Regions from separate parts of the Gossypium hirsutum genome. Here region 2 is linked to region 1. The links are chromatin contacts, called in public Hi-C maps. All regions are on one chromosome and are shown on one strand. Each heading gives the region's core, a stretch centred on a gene start, on an enhancer-like site or on the middle of the called end of the contact. The rest is flanking DNA. Distances are from core to core; before and after follow the strand shown.

Region 1 (6,872 bases), core at 1,567-4,066:
TACAAATATCACATTAAAAAAATCAATCTCAATATCAAATAATATATTAAATCTATTATACAACATTAAAATGTGTATTGAAAATTATATACATCATTATTGCCAATGAAAGACGTGGGGTCAAGTGCGCTGAAACGCATTATCCTCCTATTTATGAGTTAGAAAGGACTATAGACAATTCTAGACATTGTATCAAAAAAACATCCCAACCTATATATATAAAATCTAAGATTTAGCGATATTTTATTATAGTTTTTTTTAACAATCTTCTTATAGGTTTTGAGTATATTTGCTCTTTTTACCCAACCAATAAATAGGAGGACAATGCGTTTTAAAGCATTCAAACCTACGTTGTCCTACATTAGCAACAATGTCCATAACAATCGAGCTAAGGCACAACCATCAATTATAATGTGATGTTAGAACATACCTTAAGAGTTCACAAAAGAGTAAATGATAAATTTTAAAACTACACATAAATATTGATTTAATATGTAATTTGATATATAAACTTTAATTTGACCCAATTATACATATGTAACTCTTATAAAAATATAATTTTGATTCGATTATACACATTTAAAGAAATACATAAAGCAATTAATTTTATATTAGTTTATAGGCTTTTTTTTCTATAATAATACATAAAAATAATTAATAACCAGAATAATATGAAAAAAATGTTACCTAAATAATTTGAACTATGCATTTGGAACCCAAAATCTATATGGTAGCAGATAATTTTGGGTTAAAATAGTTACACTAATTATGTCAAAAACAAATAGATATAATCCGAAATCGATAAACGATATATCGATTTGGGGTTGTTGGTAACGCATGAGAATGCCAAATCATCATGGTGGCTGACAATTGGCGGATGAGTGTGTAATTAACGCCAACCACCGCTCGTGACAATAAATGCCATTCCACCCCCTACCCTACTTCTATTCCACACGCCCATCCTTTTCTTCACTCTCAAATTCCCTCAACCCCACTCCCAAATCGGCAACCTATTTGGCTGGTCATTTCCAATAAAAAAAAAATCAAAATTACTCCTCAATACTCAAAACCCTAAACCTAAATCACTTTTAAAACCCTAAAACCACATAAAAAATCATTTTTTCCTTTTACAATCCAAAAATAAATGGTTTTTTATAATTATAATTTATTTTAAATATAATTTAGTAGTTGACATATTTGGTTTGAAATAAATTGAATCGATAAGATAAGTGCTTCTCCAACTAATATAATTTATTTTTATTAAATTATATGTTTATTGTTATTTGAAAAATAAATGGCATGTTATTAATAAATGCGATTATTATAAGTATTATAATAATTAGTGAATAATGTAGAAATTATGTTATTATTTGTTTGATTGAAATAAATATTGTTATATGTACATGTAGTAAACATTAGATAATATTCTACAAACAAATTTTATTAGCATATAAATTTTCATTTTTTTTAAAATTATAGAAATATTAGTTTAGGTTTCATGTTAAGTAAATAATTGTGATATAGAAAATTTGTAAATTTAAGTAATTTTGATTTCTAAATATTTATGTAATTATTGTATGTAGTATTTTTTTTATTGAATTTGGTATTATGATATAAGTGTGTGTTTAGGGTTTGAAACATTTATTTCTAAAGTTTAGGTTATGGCATTGATATGATTGCCTCACGTGTTTGATGATATGGAAAATTCGGATAAATTTAATTTAATAGTTATAAGATTTTAAAAACAAATTTATAATTTGCATTGAATTATTGACTAAATAAATTGGCAGTTAGTTGTTGGTATCCCCATAATTGGGACATGACCAAATTCATGAATATTTGGATGTTGTTGGATTCGAAAATGTCTTAAACATGAGGCCCTGCACAATTTGCCCAGAGTTAATTGTTGCGTTGTTGGAACGATAACAACCGAGGATGCATACTTTTTCACTTATCATGTGGGGAGTATACCCATTGATGATTGGTCGTAGTAGGGGAGACGACACCTACCATGACTTTTGTTTCCAAGACATATATCATATATTTTAGGTAACTAATTTTCTTTTTGTTGGAAAAAAAATTAAATCTATGACTAAAATTTTATTATTACCAAATATTTGTTGGTTGGTTTTCGATACTTGAAAACTTTAACTCATCTTCTCTAAGTAGAACTATCTTTTAAGAAATTTGCCAACTCTATTAACTCATTGTTTTTTTCTTCTTCTCTTGATTAACTGTTTTTTTTTCCCACTTGGAAGCTTAACAAGAATTGGCTTCTTAAAAAGTTGGAGATTTTTAAATAAAGTTGGCGATTTTTAAATATTTCTATTTACGATAGGTTTGAGATTCTGGACCTCAAATCATGTCAAACGGTAGAAGATTACCTCGAAAGCCTAAGGGTGGGTTTGGAGGAGCGGTGCGGTGCGTTTAGCTTACTTTTTGTCTCACGCTACAGTATTACTACAGTATTTAATCTCACTGCCACTGCTGTTTTTACACTAACCGCAGGTAACCGCACCGCTCATTCAAACTCACCCTAAATCCACATGATAGCTGTGGATTTACCAGCAAAGATTGTTTACTACACCTGAGAACCCCAATATTGATTACCGATTTGGGGTTTCGAAGATTCCTTATCTGTTTAGGACATAATCACTGTCACTGCTTCAACCCCAAATCAACAGTCGTCCTCTCCATTTGGGATTTTTATGCACACTTTATATTATTTACATAATTTTTTTGGAATAATAATTATTTCGGGAAAAAGAAGCCCGGTTTATATATAGATATTGTAGGTACTGTATAATATTGATTTTGACTCTTCTAAGTAATAAATGCCGGCAACCGCCACCAAAGTCAAAGCGTGTGGCAGCGCCCGCTGCTGTAGAAAGCCTTAAACGGCGGCTCCTCCCCTGTCTCCATTTGATTCCTCAACTCATATATTTCTCACTCATTCCTGCGTCATTTTCTTTTCTTTTACATTAAAAAAGAAAAACCAGAAACCAAAGACAAAAATCTTCACACAAAAAAATCACACATTAATTCCTTTCCTTACGTTTGCTATTCTGTCAATAAAAACGACGTCTATTATATCATAACTTTATAACCATAACAACTACTCCACTTCGATTCCTCAGAAAGAAATCAACACTGTTCAAACAAAATCAAAGATACATTTGAGTTTTTTTCTTTTGGTTTTTAGAAGAAGAGAAAATTTGGGGTGTGGAAGAAGAGAAAAATGGGGTTTGTTTTCTCCCTATTTAAGATGGTCTCTGTTCTTTTTCTGGGTTTTTTGGCTTTGAATTGCTTCACGGAGTTTGGGTCAAATGCTCAAGTTTTGCCTGATAGTGAAGGTATGCATACTCTCTCTATAATTTATTCTTTATTTTGTTTTTTTGCTTTTGTTGTTGTTGTTTTTTTTTCTCTTTTGAAGTGAGTGTTTAAGTTAGTATTACTCTGTTTGGTTCCTAAGATTTCAAAGGAAAAAAACAGAGCATGTGAAGAAAATATACCTTCATTCTTCTCTTTAAGTTTCAAGTTTCTGGGGTTCCAAATTTTTCGTTTTGTTTTAAAAAAGAATGCTATTGTTCTGGATATAACTTAACAATTTTTGCTGCAAAATTTAAAGTTTTACTGAATTTGTAGCACAAATCTTTATTAAAAATGTCACACTACGATGCAAAGCTTTGTATTTTTTTGGATAGTGATGGTTTAGTTTGTTTGTTCATAGATGATACATGGTTACATAACTCTGTTTGGTTGCTAGGAAAATTCTAGTGAAAGAAAACAATTATAATTCATCTTAAGTATTGTTTGGTTGATGAGAAAATATGGGATACATGAATAGAAGAAACTATTGGAATATTTCAAAGGAGTTCATTGTGCGACTTTGTTTTTGTTTTCTCTTGCTACTTCTCTGTTTGGTTGCTGGGAAAATAAATAAATGTTTAAAGACAATGTTATATCCTTTATCCAGCATTTACTTTATCTTGTTGTTTCTACCAGTTTTTGATTGAAAGAAATATTTTCTCAGCAAACAAACAAATGATAACTATAATTATTATTTTTTAATTATTTATCATTTGGATTGCCTATTTTCTTGGACCAAATCAACTGGTTTTAGATTTTTTTAAAAAAATCTATTTTTTAAAGCTTTTTGAATATGTTGCTTTCATTTCCTCAAAAATTTTATAATTATCAATTTAGAAAAGGGAATTTCTGTTTCAAATCCATAGATATTCTTTTTTTTTTAATTTGCATAAATACTTTTTAGTCCCTCTAATTTTACAAAAAAAAAATCACCCAAAAATATATGGAAAAGTTATGTTAATTTTTACCTTAATTTTTACTGATATGGCATATATCCATAATTAATTAATTTTTTAAAATTTTAAAAATTAAAAATTATTAAAACCATAAAAATATAAAAATATTTTTTTAATTCTTAAAAATCAATTAATTGTTAACATACAACAAAGTTAACAAACGTCAATTTTTTCATTCATTTTAGGATAATTTGATAAACAATACAAATTTAAAGACTAATAAAGACGAAAAATTAAATAAAAAACTAAAATAATTTATTTTTGTAAAGTTGAAGGGCCAAAAAAATCATTATAACTTTTTTAATTCAACTTTGATTGCTTGATGTAGTAAAATGGTCCCAATCCTTGGCCTACAATTTGGACATTATCCCTATTTGCCTTCCATTGTTTGTACAAGTTGATATAGTAAATTGGCCTACAATTTGGATATTTTCCCTATTTGCCTTCCATTATTTCTACAATTTGGATGCAAGTAGTTTATGTGAATATTGAACACTTAGTTTAAGAAAGTCAGAGCCATAGGATGGTTTCAGTCAATGGTTAAATTACATATGATGGGCTAATTATTATACTATAATGTTTCATATGCTTAAACTATGAATTATTGTTTGATGGGACTATTAACTTTTTTGTGGTGAATGTACTCGAAAGGTCTCTCTATTATAAGGATTTGATCAAATTAGTACCTCTATTATTAAATAGATTTCGTTAATCCTTGTACCATTAAAAAGAATAAAATAGCACTAAATTGGAATGGAGTTAGCATTTACTAAATAAAAAATGTCATACAATTTAATAAAATTAATATATTTGAAGTTTTTATAGTTTTGTAAATGAAATATTTTATACAGTAAATGTTAAGATTTGGGCTTATTTTTTTTAATAGTATAGGGATTAAATCGATTCATTTAATGATAAAGGGACTAATTTGATACAATTCCTATATAGGGACTTCCCAAAGTACCTTAACCCTTCTTTTGCCAGTATATATTTATCTGTTTTCATGCTGCATTTTAATAATCATAATATATCCTTAATTAATATTTAAAAATATTTTGACTTCTTAAATTAGATGAGATCGTAGAATACTTTGATTTTTCTTTTTGTTAAGCCGTAAAGGTGGAGTCAGATTTTGATATTCGAGGTTAAAATATGCTGTTAGTCACTTTATTTTAAAATTTAATCCCTATATTTAAAAAGTTAAAAATTAAGTTCTCTTACTTTTCTAATTTTATAAATCTCAATCATTGTTAGTATTTTCTGTAAAAATGTGTCAACTTGGCATGCTGATTAGAATGCTCTCATATGATGTTACTTATGATTGGCAAAAAATAAACATATTAAGTTGATAAATTTTGATAGAAATTAAAAACAATAATAATGATTTTACTAAAGGTTTTAAATTTTAAAAATAAGAGGAGTAAAGAGACTAAAATTCAAATTTTAGATAAGAATAGGGACTAATAGCATATTTTAACTTTAAATACGTAAACAATTTTGACACTAAAATGAGAAAAATCAAAATCCCAGAGTGACTAATAGTGCAAATAGGGTCAACTTAGAATTATTTTGGAGGGTCAAATGAGGTGAGCCATCAATCATTAGGCTTAGGTAGTACTTTTCAAGGTTATTACAATCTCATTTATTTCACACGTCAAATGTTTTTACAGAGCCAATGGACAAATTCCGGTATATTGATGGGAGGTTTTTTTTTTATTTATGGGATAATATAATTTTCGGTATTTATATTTATTTATTTATTTATTTAGATATATAAATTTAATAATTAGATTTATTTTGCTTCCGAACATGATTAAAATGATAGGTTAGAGTAATTAGATCGAGAATTTATTAGTATGCCCAAATAAAAAGATTGAATTGAAAACTGCTTGAAATCGGTAAAAATTGAAAACTCGAATAAAAATTAGTATTTGAACAGTTTGAACTAATCTAATGAAAAAAATTATTTTTATTTAATTTTTATGATTTTTTAATTAAATTGACCTAAACGATTGGTTCGAGAATCAATTGTCTGATCGGTTCAACCATTGGTTCAATTAATAGAACAATGTATATGACAAACAATTTAAGATTGTATTATATCATCACTTGAAAATTTATATAATTTTAAGATCTTAAAGTGCCATGTGATCAAACTTTTATATTTTTCAAGTTAAAGGACCAAAATGAATTTAGTTTTTAAGTTCAAGTACCAAATGTAAATGAAAATACCAAAGTGGACCTAGTTGTTAAGTTCAGGGGCCAAAAGTTATATTATTGTCTTTATTTATATTAATATTTAATGGCACATGATAAAATATTTTTTATTATTTTAATTAATTTTTTAATTTATTATTTGAATTGTTAAATATAATTAAAATATATTAACTTATTTAAAAATTTAAATATAATAAAAAGAAAATATCAAATACCATATTAAAAGATCTATATTTTGTATAACGATAATTTTTTTTAATAATATTAAAAGATCCAGATCATAATTAAAATATTTGTACTATTTTTAACATACAATATAATTTTACTCCA
Region 2 (6,872 bases), core at 2,519-5,018, 56 kb before region 1:
TACCATTAAATATAGATATATATCAAGCCAACCAAACAAATCATTTCATTTCTCTCATTCAAAGATAACCTAAAGATACTAGCACATCAAACACGAAAGAAAGCGAAACTGTGGAATTTGGTTTCAAATTTATTATCACATAGGAAGGCACATATTGCATCATCCTAATAAGATTGGAATGGCAGACACAAGCAAGAAAACAAGCTAAGTTTTTTAACAGTTCAGAGATTAAAGTAGTTCAAAATCTATAATGGCAAGTAAAAAGAATTTAAGTGAACAAGTTATTTGATAGAGAGCTTCACTTCATCTTTTTAATTCCATTTGATGAGAGAATTAGAAGACCTTTTCGTTGTTAGCAGCCAAAATAAAACTTTACATGATCCAGTAGTGTCTTCTTCTGAGCTTTCAGAATATATAAAAACAGGGTTTATCATATTTCATGAATTAATGTTATCAAATTTCATTCCTGTGGAAACCATGTATATAAATAAAACAAAATAAGAATAACTTGTAATAGATTACTACATGTGATTAAAAGTATTAATTGATTAATTTGCTTCTAAAAATCTTACATTTCATCTTAATTCCAGAATGCTCCTTTACTTTTTATATAAAAAGAATCGTTGCAAAAATTCCATGAATACACAACATTTTTACTAAATTAAGCATGCATAAATAAAATCAACACCAGAACATAATTAAATCCATGTCTTTTTTTAGCATGCGTACGTACACATAAGCATATTTGCATATCACATCATGTAATACACATGTCCTAAAACATTCTCATTCGATCACCTAAAGTAAGTAAATATAAAAACCTTGTTTTCATCACTCACTAGTATCAATTTGATCTGTTCCTAGCTTTAGCTAATATACCTTGGTTAACAGAAAGTAGAGTGAACTTACGTGTTATCCGAGAAGCAACCGATATGATAAGCTTCAGGGGCATTAGAACCTTGATCTAATGTTGAGGAAATAGATTGAGTCGATGATTGTTTTGAAACAGAAAGAGTTCAATAAGGACGATGTACAGGAGGTAAGATTAAAGCTGATTGCCTGTCCATTGCCAATAGCCGTCCGCATTTGTTGTACCAAAGGGTTCATCGTTTTATTACCAGAGAAGAATACAAGCTAATGAGAATTATTAGAGAATGAGAAAAAAAATGAAAGAGAAAGCAAACCATACTTGCAGACTTTGGTGAATAAAATTTGGTAGCTGCATATTCAGTGCTACAAAAGGAAATGCATACGTACATCATTAGCACGAAATAGCTGCAAAAAATTGAATAATAGTTCAGACATTTATATAGAGACCATACCAAAAGAGAATGCAATGCTGTTTTACTTTTGATTCCAAGGAAATACTGGAAGGCAGCAGTAGCGTGCTCCTGTATTAGGGAAATAGTTATTAGTATAACAGAAAGCTTCAGCTTAGTGGATATAATTAACCCAAATTGAATAAAATAGTGTTCACATCATGACTAGAATTTTAGTCCTCTCAAGATGGCTGCACATTACAAGGGAAAATTGACACAACAATATAAAAACAATACAAAAAGGACAGAGCAATTGATGTTCACAAATAACCTGGTAGCACCATAGATCATAGGCTTGCGTAGCTTCATTGCATACTCAACCAGTGCAAAAAGATTGTCAGCACAGACAATTATCTTATCACCACGCTCAAACAAACAAACAAATAAAAATATAACATGTAACACGTTGCACTCACCTCTTCTAATAGTCGCTCCTTTTCTTCCAACTCTTCAGCAGTTAACGGGTCTCCCCTTTCTAAATACACGAGACTTAGTAAAATAGGCCTAAAGAAGATTGTGTATCATAAAGAAACAGATTATATGGCAAAAGTAAAATACCTTTAGGTTCATCCACATCAATAGTGTCCTTTACCTGATTCTTCTGATGTGTTTGCTGATTTTAATTGAAAAAAAAATCCAGTCATAAGATAACTCCTTCTTCTACATTCTTCTATGTTTAAATTTAAACTCGCAGCATCTCTGAAAAGATCTTTCAAGGTTTTCACATAGAATTCCAACATGGTGAATACCAACAACTCCATAATCTACATCAATGACAGTACTTAAATGTAATTCCATCCAAAATTGAAGAAGCATCAGATGTAGGAGAAAGCAACAAATATAATATACACTTTATTTTGCTTGTAGAGTCCACCGTAATGTGGCAAACTATGAACTACGGAACCAATGCAACTGCGTTTTGGATTCAATTCTCATCAGAATGACCTACAGAGAGAGATTTTTCATTCATCTTTTGTTATAAACAAATTAGGAATGAAATACAGATGGCATGTTAATTTCCTTTGATGATTTTAAATAAAAAAAATTCAAAGATGCTTCAAAAGTCAGATAAACTATAACAGGGTTAGAACTGATGCCAGTTTCATTCTCCATATTTCAGCTCTGAATAGCTTAAGAGAAACCATGGCTTCCAAGATTGTTTTCCCTGAAATCAGATATCTAATGAGACAGCAAGCAGTTACCTATCTTGTTACTAATACTAGCCGATTCTTTGTCAAGTACATTTCCTTCAACTGAACCCGCAGCTTTGGTCTTGAAACTTAACCTTTGACATCTTCCATTTCCAGGAAAAGTATGACAAATTTTGGAGGGTGTATTTGCAGATACGGCACTTGAACGATTCAACTGCAAACCAAAAGAAAAAGAAAAGAAATTGAAGAACAACAGTATTAATAAAAAAACCATCGAACTCAAGCTTTGTCTCAATCTGTGTAATCAAAGAGTCTACTCTAGAATTCAAATTGCAGCTCTCCTAACCCTAAGACCATGGAAAATAGAATTAACCATGGAAAACGTAGAGGATAAAAAATAAAATATCATTTGCACTCTGAATTTGACAAATTTTTTATTTCAGTTTTTGAAGTAAATAGTTGAGCCAATCACAAATTATATGCACGACATAGAATCCAAATTTAAAGGATCGAATTATGAAATTTGTCATTTTTAAAAAAATCATGTAGAGAAAAATAAGGATCAAATTCAAGGAATAAATAAAACAGCCACCTATGAACATCCAAGAAACTTCATTGTACAAACAACCAAAAGTCAAATTCAGAAATTGCAGTTAAACAAGAGAAAAGGCAGCAGGTTCTAAGAAACAAAGCAGAGAAATGGAAACCAGACTTCAGATTGGGACCTGAAGAACCAGAAATCTGGGTTTTCAAGCAAGGAAGTTTTATCTGGTGGTGAGAGATTATGCAGAAAAGAAGTGGAGATTTTGATGGGGAACCTAGGGATTTTTTGCAGCCAAGAAAGTGAAGAATAGTTGAATGAATCATACGATTGTTAGGAGATTTCAAGGTTGTTTGAACAAGAGCCAAGCTTGGAAGAAGTGAAGCAAGCTTTTGACGTTTTTGATGTGAATAAAGAAAAGAAAGCATACCTTTTCACTTCCCTCTTTATTTTCTTTATCTATCACCTCCTCTTCCTCCGGTTTCTCGTCATCTAGGGTTTCCATCGCCATAGAAATCACCGGTAAAATTAAAAGGAAACTGATCCGTCTCTTTGATGACCCTTACTTCAAGCACCAACCCAAGATTCTGCTCTTACTACCACCGAAAGGGGGTCAACCGAAGCCAGGTTGAAGTAGAAGATCTTTCTTTTACGGTCGGCTTCTTCCGGCAATTAGTGGAGGAAGCAGTCAGGACAAGCTCCAAGCTACGGACTTTCGGCAATTAGTGTAGGTGTATTGACTTGGTGTTGCTGGGAATGGGAAATTTGGGGGCAAATTTTGAGAGTTATTTGGGGGATTTAAGGACTAACGAGCGGGTAATAAAAAATTGGTGATTTTTTGCGGCGTTTTCACTAAAAACGCCATTATAATTCAATTTTTTGTGGCGCTTTAAGGTAAAACGCCACTATTGATTAATTTTAAATTTTTTTATTTTTAACATATTTTTTATTTTTCTCTTTTGGAATTTTTTTTAATTTTGAATATTAAACTTTTTTATTGAAATATGGACTAAAATATTAAATATTAAATTTTTAAGTTTTTAAGTTTTTATTTTTTTATTTTTTTATTTTTTAATTTTTATTTTTTGAGTTTATTTTTTATTTCGGTTTAATGTGTAATTGTAGACGTGAAATTCTAATTGTAGTTTAAATGTATAGTTGAAACTTTAATTTTGATTTAATCATACACATTTAAAAAAATAAATACATCAATATATTTTTATATTGAATAAATATAATTATTTATGTATCCATGCAATAAATAAATATAAAATGATGTTATATCAATAATTGTGTAAAAGAAAATGAAAAACGTGGAGACACAAATATATATTTTAAAAAGAAAATGAGTTATAATTAAAAAACGTGGAGACACAAATGAGTGTAGAGAATTTTCGTTAATATAAATAAATATATATTTTAATTAATCAATATAGATAAATATTAAAATAGTATAAACAAAAAACTATTAATAAAATTTAAAGTTAAATTTATCATTTAAAACATTTTCCACAAAATATCCCTTCAATCCATTAAACAATATAACACCTTATTAATATATAAAAATATTTTTTTATCAAAATCAAGATATCTATTATTGATAACAATAATTAATTATAGGGTTTAGGATTTAATTATTGAATATGATTCACTTGAGATTAACATACTATATACCCATGGCCATTAAACCTTAAACCATAAAACCCTAAACTATAGACCTTAAACCTTAAATATTAAACCGTAAACCAAAAAATAAATTTAATCAATATTAAGTATTGCTTCCATAATTTATTATGAACATAAGCTTTTACATTAATATATATGCATATACACATCAACATCCATGTGATGTTTTTTGGGTTTAGGGTTTTAGAAGTTATAGTTTAGTGTTTAAGGTTTTTAAGGTTTAGAGGTTTAGTATTTTAGGGGTTATAGATTAGTGTTCATGATTTTTTAGGGTTTAGGAGTTTTAGGGGTTATATGACTTTTAGTGGCGTTTTACCAAAAGCGCCGCTATTGCTCCGACTTTTAGCGGCGTTTTACCAAAAGCGCCGCTATTGATCTATTTTTAGCGTCGTTTTAACAAAAAACGCCGCTATTGCTCTGTTTTTAGCGGCGTGTTAACAAAAACGCCGCTATTGACACCGCTAAAACCCTATTTTCTTGTAGTGATACTAGAATAATGTAAGTAAAATACAATTCATATTTTATAGTATTCTTTAGACATCTTAGACATCTGCTAATTTCATTTCATTGTTCTATACAAGGATTACTAGCAAATTTATATAAGATTCCAATAGCACATGTAGTATCAATATTAGTATACCTCATAGCATGCATCAAACAACCAACAACTTTAACATATTGTTTTTGATTTACTAAAGGTCCATTATTAGGAACTAACTTAACATGGGGTTCTATAGGGATTTACTATGTTTTAAAACAAAATGATTAAACTTCCTTAATATCTTTTTAATATAATGACATTGAGTTAGTATATAATTTATTCAAACAATTATGAGGAGTGCCTAAAGCAGTGCCACTGTTGTTTACCTTTGCCTAGCCTCATAACTTGTCATATTTGAAGTTAGCAATTTAAACAAAATATTTGAGTTGTGATATTTGTTGATAGTTTGGACCGATGCAAGCCCATCTATGATACCCAAACCTATTATAGAAGCATATTTTGAAGATTGATTTGGATTGAATCAAGCAAATTAACTTCCCCATTTTGAGGAGATTAGATTGGATTGAGTATTGTTAACATATCTTGAAGATTTGAAGACTTATCCTAAACTCATTAAAGATATTCTCCTTGCTAATTATCTTTCTAGTTTGATAGGAAGATTCATTGTGTAACACCCTAAAACCAGGCCTAGGAGTTTAGACCGAATTTTAGAGGTCACATTGATCACTGAAGTGATCGTGGGAAATTTAGTTTAACAAACCGAAAAACATTACAGCATTTAAGTTCTGCAAAGACACTCAGATATAAAGTCCCGTTATTACAAAAATTTTAGTCCAAAGAAAACCATTTATGAACAGCCCAAATTTAAACTGAACCAAAATTCTTATAATTATTTATATTTCAAACCCATTTACCAAAATAGCAATCGAAAAGAAGACCCTTAAACATGTTTCCTTATTGTGTCTGTCCTAAACCTCCGGCATGCTGAGGCTAAGCTTCAGAAAGCGATAAAGTACCTAAAAGGGGAAACACTAAGGAGGTGTGCTACACGAGCTCAGTGTAAATTCAAAAGGTGACTAAAAACAAAATTATAGAATAGAAATCCAAATAGAAGTTCGATGGCACAGAGTGTTTATTGAGATACATAGAAATAGAGGGTAAACTCGGAACCTACGTCCCGACCACACGCAACAATCAACACACTTGGTACTATACATAGAATGACAACAGATAAACCCATCAATAGGTCGATACCAAAACAATATCATCACAAACACAATGATAAGGAAATCGAAAATTACGCTTACACTACAATACACGCAAAATCAGTCACAAACGTTAAGATAAGCAGATAAAATACAAATAGACAAACTTTTACCCAATCACTTAAACAAATGCATATGAATGCAGTCAAGTAGTAAAAACCCACCCATCCAGCCAATACACCTCTCTGTCCCCTGATCACACCTTAAAAGAGCTGTTTAAGCTCATCCAACCAAACACACCACAAAAGGCCTCGAAAAGCCCATCCAACCCTACACACCACGTATGTGAACTAGGCCACTCAGATTATAATATGCAGCAAATCTGATGTATTCTCAGTACTGTGCATTGCAGTAAACTGCTGTATAGATATATTGTAGTTAAAACTGCTAGATCAGATAATAATACAT

Evidence for each region. Hi-C and Micro-C count contacts between places; a contact is called where the count stands out from the background.
Region 2: a Hi-C map of leaf shows a contact between it and region 1, with 2.7 times the contacts expected there. The contact joins the enhancer-like site here to the promoter of LOC121227947 in region 1. A contact is called at or near these places in 15 of 34 Hi-C or Micro-C datasets (callus, cotyledon, hypocotyl and 2 more).

What each region holds. Positions count from the first base shown.
Region 1 is chrA04:11,516,152-11,523,023 of Gossypium_hirsutum_v2.1, reverse strand. LOC121227947 (probable LRR receptor-like serine/threonine-protein kinase At1g53440) reads left to right here and starts at 2,816. Exons shown (of 24, transcript XM_041110919.1): 1 at 2,816-3,353. The coding sequence starts at 3,239.
Region 2 is chrA04:11,572,692-11,579,563 of Gossypium_hirsutum_v2.1, reverse strand. No RefSeq gene overlaps it. Among protein-coding and RNA genes, the nearest start is that of LOC121227948, 13 kb to the left of the region's middle. Within about 2 kb of position 3,768, at least 7 of the 9 cell types and tissues checked have an H3K27ac peak or open chromatin away from gene starts, as enhancers often do. A contact at or near this core is called in cotyledon and leaf, where this site is marked.